Regions from separate parts of the Sus scrofa genome. Here region 1 is linked to region 2. Evidence: chromatin contacts called from public promoter capture Hi-C data. All regions are on one chromosome and are shown on one strand. Each heading gives the region's core, a stretch centred on a gene start, on an enhancer-like site or on the middle of the called end of the contact. The rest is flanking DNA. Distances are from core to core; before and after follow the strand shown. Region 1 overlaps LOC106509843 (a long non-coding RNA gene). Region 2 holds the start of ZFP36L2 (mRNA decay activator protein ZFP36L2).

What was found. Promoter capture Hi-C pulls out the DNA fragments that hold promoters and counts their contacts.
Region 1: a promoter capture Hi-C map of fetal skeletal muscle shows a contact between it and region 2, with 12 times the contacts expected there. The contact joins the enhancer-like site here to the promoter of ZFP36L2 in region 2. A contact is called at or near these places in 1 of 5 promoter capture datasets (fetal skeletal muscle), 6 of 47 Hi-C or Micro-C datasets (blood, heart right ventricle, liver and 2 more) and 1 of 2 datasets of contacts at active chromatin or transcription factors (skeletal muscle).

The regions. Positions count from the first base shown.
Region 1 is chr3:97,459,266-97,465,966 of Sscrofa11.1, forward strand. The region is part of intron 4 of LOC106509843 (a long non-coding RNA gene); the gene reads right to left. Among named protein-coding and RNA genes, the nearest start is that of TRNAI-UAU, 110 kb to the right of the region's middle. Within about 2 kb of position 4,821, at least 52 of the 83 cell types and tissues checked have an H3K27ac peak or open chromatin away from gene starts, as enhancers often do. A contact at or near this core is called in fetal skeletal muscle, liver and skeletal muscle, where this site is marked.
Region 2 is chr3:97,198,060-97,204,649 of Sscrofa11.1, forward strand. It overlaps ZFP36L2 (mRNA decay activator protein ZFP36L2), which reads left to right and starts at 2,336. Exons shown (of 2, transcript XM_003125190.6): 1 at 2,336-2,696; 2 at 3,232-5,035. The coding sequence starts at 2,646. The coding sequence ends at 4,662.

The sequences.
Region 1 (6,701 bases), core at 3,571-6,070, 260 kb after region 2:
CCAGCCCTCCTGGACAGCAGGCTCCCTGCAGAAACGGATCTGCCCACGCTGGCTCTTTGAGGCCACCGCCCTGCAGGGAGGACAGCTGAGGGCTGAGGGTCATGCTGAGGACACGCTCTAGCCCTGTTTGGACAGCAGAGGCCACCAGGCCCTTCTCAGGGGACAGCTGGGCCCGGATGTTCCTGCAGCTAGTTCCCAGAACTTTCCTTCATGTCATCTTCTGAGGACGGGGGAAGAGCCTCTGAGTGGGGTTATCCCATGAGGGCTGCTTTAAACTCTAGGTACACCAGCTCCAAAGGCTGTCCCATCTCCTGGCGGTGGGGATGTGGAGGAGGGTGGATGGGGCAGAGAGCAGGTCACCCCCGGGTCACGGGACTGGGCACCCCATACTTCTATCCCTTGATACCTCCCCCAGCCAAGACTCATCCCTAGAGTCCCAGTCCTGGGATGTCAGGGGCTCTGTCCCTACTGTTCCATGTCACAGGAATCACTCCCTAGTTAAGGAAAAGTCGTGATTTGTGAGATCAAACCCTACTCACCAGGAAACTGGGGGATATGACTTGCCTCAAAAACTTCAGAGTGCAATCCCACAGCCTGCACTCTGGTTTCTCCCAAGGAAGATAAAATGAGTCGGCTTAAAAGGTCCTTAGATGGTGCTTCCTGAAGGCAGGGCCATGCCCGTGCCCTCACAGCACCCCTTCAGCGTTGATGTCAAGCACACCAGCAACTTAATACGTGGGTGCTGGTTAAAAGGATGGGAAGGCGGGCAGCCGGACAGCCTATATCCAGCCTTCCGTTTTGAGCTCTCCATGCCAACCAAGTCAGAGGGAAGAGGCCAAAAGAGAGTGGACCATGCGAGTTCCCAATATGGCTCAGCGGTAATGAATGCAACTAGTAGCCATGAGGATGCGGGTTGGATCCCTGGCCCCGCTCAGTGGGTCAAGAATCTGGCATTGCTGTGGGCTGTCGTGTAGGTCTGGCGTGGCTGTGGCTGTGCTGAGGCCAGCAGCTATAGCTCCGATTCGACCCCTAGTCTGGGAACATCCATGTGCCATGGGTGCAGCCAGCCCTAAAATAAATAAATTCTTAAAAATGATAATAATAAAAGAGAGTGGAGCTGTCAGAGGGAGGCAGGGGGCCCTTGGACGGATGGCCCTGAGGGTAGGAGAAGGAACAACAGTCAAACGTCAATTGATCAAATCAAAATCCCTGCAGGCCTTGAAATCCCCACAAGGCCCGGCACGGATGGGCTGGAGAGTCCACTTGCTCAAAACCTGTCGCAGGCTCCCATCCTCCTGCCTAGCTCTCAGGGCGCCCCTGTCAAGCCGCCTCTGGTTAAATAAACCTGCCTTTGTGTGTGTGTGTCCCGGAGGAGGGAGAATGGACTGGGGGAGGGGAGGAGGATCTGTTTGTCAAAATAGACCTTCTGAATGCTTTTAAGGGCCTGCAGTTTGGATGAGTAAATATTTTCCCTTTCAGATGAAAGGTGCAATCATCGCTGTTTTTTAATTACTTTAATTAGAAAAGATTGCCTTAATCTTTTACTTATCTGTACTATTGTGGGAACTGCCAGAAAATGAAGTGCAGGGAAAACAGGTGGAGTTTGACCTTTGCTCTAAGCATCTTGAATTTCTTCTAGGCTGGTAATTAAGAAGAATCAGGGGAAGTTCCTTGCAGAATCTAGGAAACACAAACACACACACGCAGTCGTGGACACAGGGGCCCACTGGCGCACGCACTCTCTCTCTCTCTCACACGCACACACACACAGGCACACTCTCACACATAAGTGTGCACACAAGTGGAAGAGAAAATGGACTCCAATGGGGGAGACCAGAAAGTTCCAACTTTTGAGAGCAGCGTTCCTGATCCAAGCCCTGAGAGGTGGCTTAATGAGTTTCCCAGGGTGGCCTAAAATGATTAATTAAGCAGACAGCTCCTCACCCCCTCCCCAAACAACGGAAACCCAGTAACGGTCTGTTTGGGGAGGGAGCGGCAGGGGCCCCCGACTCCAGGGGTGGTTGGGGCCGTGGTGTAAGAGCCAGGAGCCCCAGATAAGGGACGATAGCAACGGCCTGTAACGGCCACCGAGGCTCACCCTGCCCAAGCCCTGGTTAAAGGACCTTCCTCTGCTCTTGGCCTCTGGCCTCCTGCCCTGTGTCCCGGCACTGCCCAGACCCAAAGGGGCCCCTGGGAGGGAAAATGACTGGTGGGGGACAGTTGTCTCTGGCCTCCCTCCCTCTCAGGGACCTCCCCCCCCCCTCCGCTGCCCTGACCATTTCTACCACGCGCCTTTCCTGGGCTGGTAGCTGAACACTGGGAAGGGATTCTAGAGTCTGAGTGGGTGTCCAGACCCACAGGCATGGAGCAAGAGGGACAGGGAAAGAGGAGAGAAGGGTGGGAGGGCTCTTGGGAGCGTCCCTCTCAGGTCACCCATGTCGGGGGGGACCCTACTCTGTCCTTCACAGCCGTCAGGGGCTCCAGAGCCCAGCATTAACCATTCACCGACTCTGCAAATGTGTACTGAGCACTTCCGGTGTTCAGGCTACAAGGGTGAGCAGTGGTATAAAATGCAGACTCCTGGGCCCTAGCCACAGGGATTTCATTGCCTGAAGGGAGTCCTGCAGTCCAGGTGATGCTTGTACAAAAGCAGAGCTCGGGAGTTCCCGGCATGGTGCAGTGGTTAACGAGTCTGACCAGAAACCATGAGGTTTCAGGTTTGATCCCTGGCCTCACTCGTGGGTTAAGGATCCGGTGCTGCTGTGAGCTGTGGTGTAGGTCGTAGATGTGGCTCGGACCCCGAGTTGCTGTGGCTCTGGCGTCGGCCGGCGGCTACAGCTCCGATAAGACCCCTAGCCTGGGAACCTCCATATGCCGTGGCCCTAGAAAAGACAAAAAAAAAAAAAAAAAGCAGAGCTCAGCACTCCGGTGTCCTGCGGTTCCTTGTTTTCTGCGTCTATAACCTGGACCTCCAGAACCCTGTGGACGTTTCTCTTGGAAGGTGCCCCAAGGTTTCACCTGGGTGCCGATCGTGTTTCCTCTTTTCCACAGACAAGAGCATGGCTTCCTTCCCAGACAGTCACATCCCCTGGGGACCAGGACAAGAGCAGCACAAAGCTTCTCTGGCATGAGGAACGCCCAGCTGGGGGGGTTGCAGTCTGTCCTTGTAAACAGGCCTCGCGAAGGGGCCAGGGGTTCCAAAGCAGGCCCAGACCCGGCCGGCTGGCCTGCAGAGGGGGGAGGAGACGGAGGTGGAGATGTGGATCAGGCGGAGCCAGGAACAATGTTTTTGTTTCTAAAACGCTCTGGGTCCTTGGGCTGGATTTCCAGTCTGGTGTTTCCAGCATCTGCAGCCGCGTCCGTGACCGCGTCTGTCTGTACCGCTGTCTTTCTCTCCAGGTGTCTCTGTGTTTGGTGGTCTATCCAAGTGAGTGTCTGCCCACACCTGTGGGCGTTGGTCTCTGTGTCTGCAGGAGGCCTTATGAGAAAAAGGGCTCCAGCTTCCACTTGTGTGAGCTCTTCCACCTCAAAATACGGTGAAAATAAACCTTGCTGAAAAAGCTTTAACAACACTATTTTTTCCCCCTGTCCCTGGCATGGGCAATAAGACCAGCAGGTCTCCACGGTCAATTTAGGAAGCTTGGGAAAACAGTGCTTGTAATTAAAAGTCTAGAAGGGCCTCAATTAGGGCAGTGTTTGCCCTGCCAGGCCCGTTCCCAAACCCCGCTCGGCAGCATTCCTCTCCTGGCTGGAAAAAGCCTCTGATTTGCACCAAATGTTCAGTGGCCACACTGGACCCAGCCCTGGCACTGCCTCTCCTACCAGCTGCTCAGGGCACAGGCAGGCCTCCGCCCCAGGCTACAACCAGAGACCCCAGCTCTCTGTACCCCCTGACTTCCTGGCCCCTCTGTGATCCTGAGCTCCTGCTTTGGGAGGTGCAGACTTCCTGGAGGTGGTGGAAACCAGTGCACGCAGGTGCCCACTCCCTGTCTAGGGCGGCAGCACTCCCTCGAAGAACCAGAACTCAACGTCAGGCCTGTCTGAGGATGAGGCAGCTGTGGTCACTGTGGGGAGAGGGGTGGAGGTACAGCCAGGGACACCCCAGTGTGTCTTCTTCTGCAGAGGCTGCCTCCATCAGAGCAGAAACCGGCCTTGAGTTACAGCCACTTCAGGGAACTCAGCCAGAGGGCTCCAGACTATTCTGCCAAGACCAGAGAAGACAGGGCCTGGCTGGGAGGGTCAGGAAATAGTGCAAACCTCTGACCTCTAGAGTCCCTAAGGATCAAAGACAAAGACCGTTTGGTGGGGGTGGGGCAGCCAAAGACAGAAACACCAGAGGCCCAGGAGTAGCCTCCTGCTTGGGGAAAGGCTCAGGCGCTCACTGGCTGGGTGGGTGAGTGGGAAAGAGAAGTGCTGAGTCAGCTCAGTTTCTTTTCCCTCCCAGGACACACACGCACGCACGCACGCACACACGCACACACACACTGAGGCCACAAGTGGGCCCTTGGTGGCCCAGATCACAGCCACCCACACGAATTCATACTGCTGCACAGTTTCGTACTGACATGATTCACGATCACGGCCATGGCCACAGTCAGACACACAGCCACTATAACAGAGGCCAGTAGGCCCCAGGCAAGACCAAGCAGCCTTCCGGGGTCCCTGAGTCCTTGGCAGCCCCCAGCACCTCTGGCAGGAGCAGAGGCAGACAGCAGCAAGAAGGAATCATTGTGCAGGCAGATGGTCCATGATGCAATGCCAAGGGCAGGCCCTCAACCCCACTGGCCACGCCCTGGGGGTGGGGGGAGCTGGGGAAACCTTGAAGAAGGCAGCCCTGCTGATGTCCGCCCTGCTGATGCCCCCAAGGGAGTGCCTCACCCCAGTGACAGAGAATGGCAGGGGAAGGGTTACAGGCTAACCCGAAAAAACAATTACTAACGGGAAAGGCAGCACATTCCAGCCCTGCTTAGCAGGGCCGCCAGGGCCGTGGGTGGTTCTTGGATTATGCATTTCCTTGAAAACAAAAAGGAAAGTTCAGGGCAGTTCAGCTGTGCCCTGAATCTCACTCCAGGGCCTTTGTCTCCAGCCCCCTCACAGCCCGCGTGCCCGCACACATGCACACAATCCTGCTGGCCCAGCCAGAGGTCTGCTGGGAAACTGGGAACACTAGCACCACTGAAAGTCCCGGGAAACTAGTACAGGAAAAGTGGGGAACGACTGGAAAGAAGAACTGAAGGAAGAAAGGGGGCAGGGTAGGGAGTGGGGACCCCAGAAAACTCTCATTGCCCAGAAGTCGCCATTCTGCGAGTGAGGCTGAGGGGAATGTTTGTCGATTCACTCAGCAAACCTACATGGAGCCCCTGCTCTGTTCCAGACACTGTGCCAGGCACTGGGGTGACCTCAAGGGGTTCCTGTCAGGAAGACCTGGTCTCTCATTTTCCCGTCAGCGGTCTCTTCTATCCATTTCTATCGCGGCTCCTAGCACTCTTTTCTAGGAAATCTGGTCTGATAGAGTTCGATTATCCAGTTCAGACTGAGAAGGCTCCCAGGCTGGTGTACTTTTGAAGGCGGATGAAAGAAGGTGGTGTCTCCCTGTGGAAGAACAGGAGGGGGCAGCCATCTTGTCATTGACACGGGAATAGGTTCCAAAGGCCGCTGAGTCTGACTGGACGTGCCCTTCTCCTGGGATCCCTCACCAAGCCCTGTGAAGAGGCAGCCTCCCCACCACAAATGGGGAAAGTGAGGTGTGACAAGGGATCCTGGGCCTCCCTCAAGCCATTGCGCAGGCTGCCTCCTTCCTCAGCTCTGTGAGGGCCTAGCTCGTTCTTCCTTGGAGGCCTCACCTTAAACACTGTCCCTCCCCGAGGGCCTGTGTGACCACCCGTCTGAAGAGGTCTGCTCTGCGTTGCCTCTCTGCTTCCTTCTTTTCAGACACATGCTGGTCCTGTTCGTGTTTATCTGAGGTGTCTTACCTCCTGGAGCAAAAGGCTTGAGTCCACTTGTTTTGTTTTTGGGTTTTTTGAGCTTTTTAGGGCTGTACTCGCAGCATATGGAGGTTCCCAGGCTAGGGGTCTAATCGGAGCTGCAGCTGCCAGCCTACGCCACAGCCACAGCAATGCCAGATCTGAGCTGCATCTGTGACCTACCCTACAGCTCATGGCAACACTGGATCCTTAACCCATGGAGCGAGGCCAGGGATCAAACCTGAGTCCTCATGGATACTAGTTCTCATCACTGCTGAGCCACAATGGGAACTTCCTCGAGTCCGTTTTATTCACCATATATATCCCAGGACCTGGAATAGTGCTGAGCACAGAGCAGGTGCACAATAAATGTTTGTGGAATGAATAAGGAAATGTGCAGCTACATAGTTAGGGTAGGTGGAACTTCCCAATTTCCAGGCCTCCACTCAGACTTATGTTCTCTTCTCCATTGAACTCCCCTCCAAATGACAAGGTGAGAAGGATGCTGGGGCCTCTCCATTCCAGCCCTGGACTGGATCTAAAACAGCCCAGACTTGGAAAAAAAAAAAAAAATCAGATTCCATAGCTGGGCTACATGCTGCTTCTTTGAGGCCCAGATGCCTGGCGCATAGGGTACCTGGGAGCCTATGCCCTATGGGACGTGGCACAAAGGGAGGGCGGGGGCGCTGCCCCATGGGTTCCACCTGGACACACTTATTCATTCAACTGCCCCACAGA
Region 2 (6,590 bases), core at 1,086-3,585:
AAGTGGGTGTTCTCAAAGCTGTTGACTGGGAATACCCCAGGTTCTGATCTTGGCTGCCTCTGGCCAGCCTGGGAGGACAGGAGAGACAGATGTTTCCACTGGTTCTGTATCTGAAATCTTGTTACTGACCTCCCAAAGCAGGAGAAATTGTTGTTTCACACTTTCTTGATGCTTTCCCAAGGGAAACTCATAATACCCCATTGTTAGGGCCGCCCTCCAACTCTTGTGTTGGGGATCATTTAAACAAAGAACAAAACAGAGTCAGGGTTCTTGGGTATTCTAGGCTACAGGTGTCAGACACAGTTGCCCAGCCTTGTCTAAGGGCCAGTGTAGGCTGGAGAGGTAAGAGGGAAGCAGTGACCTCTTCTGAGGTCACTGCCCTTGGCTCCTAGCTTGAGGGTCCAGTATTTGATGCCTCCTCAGCTCTGTGTTCACAGAGGCGCTCCACCTATCTGGCCATACCCCAGAGGCCTGGCTTCCTCCATTTCTATGTTTGTCAATGTGTTTTAATAAATAAGAGAGATTATACTTGTTTATCTTTTAATCACCTTAACAAATAACTCGTTTGCACTTTGACATAGGTGAGAGAGGAGTAAAATAGGAATTACCTTACTTTTACAAGGAACTCCAGGTGCCTAAGTGATTATGTGATTTGCCTAAAATCACAGGGTTTATAAGGGACAGGGCCCGAACTCTAGCCCTATGTTTCCCATCCTGAAGTGCTCACAGCCCTGCTCTAGCTCCCTGGATGGGCGGCGGGTGGAGAATACAGCAGTGGACACTGAATGCAAGCTGAACTCTAAGGAGTCGGTTTCTTGAGTGACAGGCCTGACTCATTCCCTCCCAGGTTCACTGAGATAAAGAATGAGCGCTGCAGAATGGAAGTGAGCATCAGGAAACAAAACAAGATCAGCTGGGGAAGGGGGCGTGGGTAGCTTCTTGGCCTTGCGCTTACTGGACCTTTCAACTTAGGCCCAGTTACAGCCTAGGCTGTCAGGTGTGCGAAATCATGGGCCCAGCTCCAGCTTTTTGGCAGCATATGCGAAGACGCGGAGCGAGGAGTCCCGGACCAGATCTGCTCGAGTAGGGCCGACAGCGGCTTTAGCCTCCCTGGGCGCTAGGGGGGGCGTCTGCCCCATACCCACAGGGCACCCGTTGGCAGAGCATTTCCCAACGCGAGCTTTTGGGGGTGTGGGAGGAAACCCGGGCGAGCCCACCAGACGCGTCCTCGGTGCCCAGCCCTGCCTGGCTGCGGGTCGGCCTCAGCCAGAGCCTGCAGCCCACAGGTTCTGCTCACAGTTAAGGCGGGGCGCGGCGCCCTCAACGGCCGGAGGGAAAGGGCTAGGAGGCCGCGCCTGGCCAAGGCTGCGGAGGGCGGGAGCCTCGGCTGGCAGCTGTGCCACCACCCCCGGGAGGGCTGGGGAAGACCGAACCGACCGGCAGACAGACAAGGTGGCGGGAAGTGGCCTCCATGCCTGCACGGCTCTCCCGGCCTTTCCTCCAGTCCTCCCAGCCGGCTCCCCCGCCCGGGACGCCCCGCGCCACTCCGCGCCTTTGGCCCTGGCTCAAGGTCTTGTGATGTGATTAGCAAAGCCAGCGCCTTGTCCTCAGACACTCAGCCCTGCCCGGCAGGCCCCGGCGCTCAAGCCCTGTTTACTGCAGCCTGGGCGGGAAGGGGGGCGGAGAAACGGGCCCAGGCTCCTCCGGGCAGGACTACCCCGGCAGCCGCCCGCGTGGCCGCTCCCGCCCCCACACCCACCGCACTCCACGTGCAGTCGGGATGGAGCCACCACCCATCCGACTCAAGCCCTCGCCCCCCCGCCCCCCCCGGCCGGAGCACCCTTTGCAACCCAGTGGGGCCGCGCGGACGGTTGCAGTATTCTTGCATTTTGCAATTCCCGCGCCCAGTATAAGACCGAGGGTGGGAGATAAAAACTCCGCAATTTCGCGTAGCAGGATCGGGCGGGGAGAGACACGTCCAGGGCTGCAGAACCCCGGCCAGCTTAAACGTGCTGGGGATTTCCAACAGTGCAGCCCCAGAGGAGGGGAGCTGAATCTTCCCGCCGCCACCTAGCAGCACCCATCTAGGCCGAGCTCTCCACGCTGCCCCGGGCGCCCCAGCGCCCAGCCCCGCCCCGAGGCCTCCCCACCCCCCTCCCCCAGAGAAAAAAAAAAATTGGCGGCGGCCAATGGGAGGCCGGGAAGGCGCCTGACGTCCGCGAGCCGGCGGGCGGCGTTGCCTGGAGACCCCGGCGGGGGTCAGCGTTCTGTCCCCTCCCCCGGCACGCCCCTCCAGCCTCTGCCGCGCTGCGGGACAGTATATAGGGCGCGCGCTCGCAGGCCGCTGAGTTCCAGCAGTCCGAGAGCTGCCGTCGGCTCCGCGCGGGGGGGCGGGCCGGGCACCCCGGGGCGCGGAGGAGCGCTCTAGCTTCACTCTTTCTTTCCCCCCACTCCGCACTCCTGGGCACCCTCAAAACCAGTCCACGCTGCTGCCTCCGTTCCTTCTTTTCTCGCCCCCCAGCAAACTTTCGATCCCTCCCCCGCCCCTCGCCCGTTATTCGTCGTGGCTCGAGCCGGCCGCGCCGCCGCGAGGGTTCCTCCGGACCTCCCTGCCTGCAGCTCCGACCATTACAGGATCCAGAAACATGTCGACCACACTTCTGTCCGCCTTCTATGATATCGACTTCTTGTGCAAGGTACGCGGGCGGGGAAAGGAGGGAGGGAGGGAGGAGGAAAGGCAAGAAGGAAGCCCTTCGAGATTTCAGGCTTGGCCCTCTGCCCTCGGCTTTGGGAGTCCTTTCCTCGCCTTGACTTTTGGGTTCGGGAAAAATCCTGGAGTTTGCAGTGTGTGTTCTCGCGCCTTGTGGGCGGAGAGAAGGAGAAGAGAGGAAGGGCTGGAGGGAGTAGCTGTAGCTGTTTAGTTTCTCCCCAGCCGACCACAGCCACGCTGCCCGGGGCTTCCCGGACGGGGTTTGCGCCGCCCAGGCCGGCGGCCCACGGCTGAAGATCACATGTTGCAAGCCGGCGCGGCCTAGGGTGGGAGAGTCCGGCTCCTCCCAACTCGAACTTGATTCTTGTGCTCTTGTAAGGGTGGCGGTTGGGGGCCGAGTCAGAATCCGAAAAAAGGGAAAAGAATCAGAGAGCTGCAAGTGGTTGTTACTCTGCAACTCCTCCAACTCTTCCCTCCCTTTTCCACTTTTCACCCCTTCCCCGCTACCCTCCTTTTGGCAGACGGAGAAATCCCTGGCCAACCTCAATCTGAACAACATGCTGGACAAGAAGGCGGTGGGGACGCCTGTGGCCGCTGCCCCCAGCTCGGGCTTCACCCCGGGCTTCCTCCGACGGCACTCGGCCAGCAACCTGCACGCGCTCGCCCACCCAGCGCCTAGCCCCGGCAGCTGCTCGCCCAAGTTCCCGGGCGCGGCTAACGGCAGCAGCTGCGGCAGCGCGGCGGCCAGCGGCCCGGCCTCCTACGGCACCCTCAAGGAGCCGTCGGGGGGCGGCGGCACGGCCCTGCTGAACAAGGAGAACAAATTCCGGGACCGCTCGTTCAGTGAGAACGGCGATCGCAGCCAGCACCTCCTGCACCTGCAGCAGCAGCAGAAGGGGGGCGGCGGCTCCCAGATCAACTCAACGCGCTACAAAACTGAGCTGTGCCGACCCTTCGAGGAGAGCGGCACGTGCAAATACGGCGAGAAGTGCCAGTTCGCGCACGGGTTCCACGAGCTGCGCAGCCTGACTCGCCATCCGAAGTACAAGACGGAGCTGTGCCGCACCTTCCACACCATCGGCTTCTGCCCCTACGGGCCGCGCTGCCACTTCATCCACAACGCCGATGAGCGGCGGCCTGCGCCATCGGGGGGTGCCTCCGGGGACCTGCGCACCTTCAGTGCCCGAGACGCGCTGCACCTGGGCTTCCCCCGGGAGCCGCGGCCTAAGCTGCACCACAGCCTCAGCTTCTCGGGCTTCCCGTCGGGCCACCACCAGCCCCCGGGGGGCCTGGAGTCGCCCCTGCTGCTCGACAGCCCCACGTCGCGCACCCCGCCGCCGCCCTCCTGTTCCTCCGCCTCGTCCTGCTCCTCGTCCGCTTCTTCCTGTTCGTCGGCCTCGGCAGCCTCCACGCCCTCGGGCGCCCCGACGTGCTGTGCCTCTGCGGCGGCCGCGGCTGCGGCGGCTCTGCTGTACGGCACTGGGGGCGCCGAAGACCTGCTCGCTCCGGGCGCGCCCTGCGCCGCCTGCTCGTCGGCCTCGTGCGCCAACAACGCCTTCGCCTTCGGCCCGGAGCTGAGCAGCCTCATCACGCCGCTGGCCATCCAGACCCACAACTTCGCCACGGTGGCTGCCGCCGCCTACTATCGCAGCCAACAGCAGCAGCAGCAGGGCCTGGTGCCCCCTGCGCAGCCCCCGGCACCGCCCAGCGCGCCCCTCCCTGCTAGCGCCACCGCGCCGCCCTCACCGCCCTTCAGCTTCCAGCTGCCGCGCCGCCTGTCCGAGTCCCCCGTGTTCGACGCTCCCCCTAGCCCCCCGGACTCGCTGTCGGACCGCGACAGCTACTTGAGCGGCTCCCTGAGCTCGGGCAGCCTCAGCGGCTCTGAGTCCCCCAGCCTCGACCCTGGCCGCCGCCTGCCCATCTTCAGCCGCCTCTCCATCTCCGACGACTGAGGCAAGAGGGCGCCAGTGAGGAGGAGGAAGGGAAGGCAGTTCTGGGGGTGTTGGAGGGCGCCCCGGCGGTCTCGCCTCTGCTAGGGGCAGGGGAGCACGGGGATGTGTAGGGGGGAATGATACCGGCCACAAGCAGACTTCAGGCCGCACCGAGCACTTGGACTCGAACTTGTGTGCCGGGAGGGGCCCCCACCCCTCCCTTTTCGGTTTCCTCTTGTTTTTTTTTTTTTTATTATTATTTTTATTATTATTACGAAGTTTCATTCTTGTTGAGCAAAAAAAAAAAAGCCAACGAACTTTTTGTATCGGTGAACAAAATATTCACAACGGGGCAGTTGTTATGCGAATTGAACAAAAAAAAAAAAAAAAAAAAGACAAACACCTAAAAACTTTTTTAGGTCTCTGAGTGTGGGACTTTAGGAAAAATCAACCCAGCACCAGCAGCTACCAACCACCATTCCATATCTTCACTTGAAAAGCATTAGTTAACAGTCCAGATGTGGGGACTCTTGAGTGGAGTTCCTAATTGTGTGTCTCAGACCAGTGTAAACAAACCAGCCAGCCATCACCTTGCTAAACCTATAAGCTTTTAGAATCCAATATCCTACCAAGAATATGCCTTGATAGCAGACCTCAGCTCCATAGGTGTTTTTTGTTTTTTTAACAAAGTTAAATATGTCTGGAAAAAAAACCTTGCATTCCAAAGTTTCATACCGGTTACTGGTTTCATTGCCACCACTTAGTGGATGTTTAATTTAGAACCATTTTGTCTGCTCTTTTCTGGAAGCTTTGGGCAGAGTTTAGTTTGTAATTGTTGGGGAATAACTGCTGAATTTTTAGCTGTTTTGAGTTGATTCGCACCACTGCACCACAACTCAATATGAAAAAACTATTTAACTTATTTATTATCTTGTGAAAAGTATACATTGAAATTTTTGTTCATACTGTATTTATCAAGTATGATGAAAAGCAATAGATATATATTCTTTTATTATGTTAAATTATGATTGCCATTATTAATCGGCAAAATGTGGAGTGTATGTTCTTTTCACAGTAATATATGCCTTTTGTAACTTCACTTGGTTATTTTATTGTAAATGAGTAAAAAAAATCTTAATTTAAGAGATTGTATGTAATATTTATTTCATTAATTTCTTTCTTTGTTTACGTCAATTTTGAAAAGATTGCATGATTTCTTTACAGAAATCTATCTTGAGGCTGTGGAAGTAGTTTGAGGAATATCTTATGAGTTTTTCTTAGAATGTATAATGGTTGTAGCCCATCCAACTTTAAAAGAAAAAAGTGACCACATACTTTGTAATCAGGCATAAATGTGGCATGCTTTTCTCATTCCAACTTTAAAAACTAGCAAAAAAGAAATGTGTTTTGTTTGCTTATCCCACCAGTTCTACTGTGACATAACTGCGTATAAAGACATGTAGCAATAAGGGGGGGGGTAGTCTCAGTGCCTTTGGAAGGGCCAGAACTTGCCTTAAATCTTCCTCAACCAAATAAGTATTTTGTCTATTAGTGCTTGAGAGAATTTGAATGTAGGATGGGTTCAACTGCACAAAAGGAAAAGATTTTTACCACTTTTTTATATATAGATATAAACTGAAGAGGCCACCTCTTAGTGCTAAAATGGTATATGTAGTACATGAATATGACTTGTTTAATTACAGAAAATTCCAAAAACTTGTACTATTTTTTTTTTTTCCATGTAGAAAGGCAGGAATCTTTCCTGGACAGCGGATGAATGAGTAGTCGTTTTAGTTTGTACGTAGGTACAGTTGGAGCACTATATTTGTATGTACTCGGGACTACTTTGACAGAAGTAGGTATTTGAATGTAACGAGATAAGTCAACTTGAGTTGTAATATATTTTGGGGAATCAGTTCACTACAAATTGTGACTGTAAACATTGTACT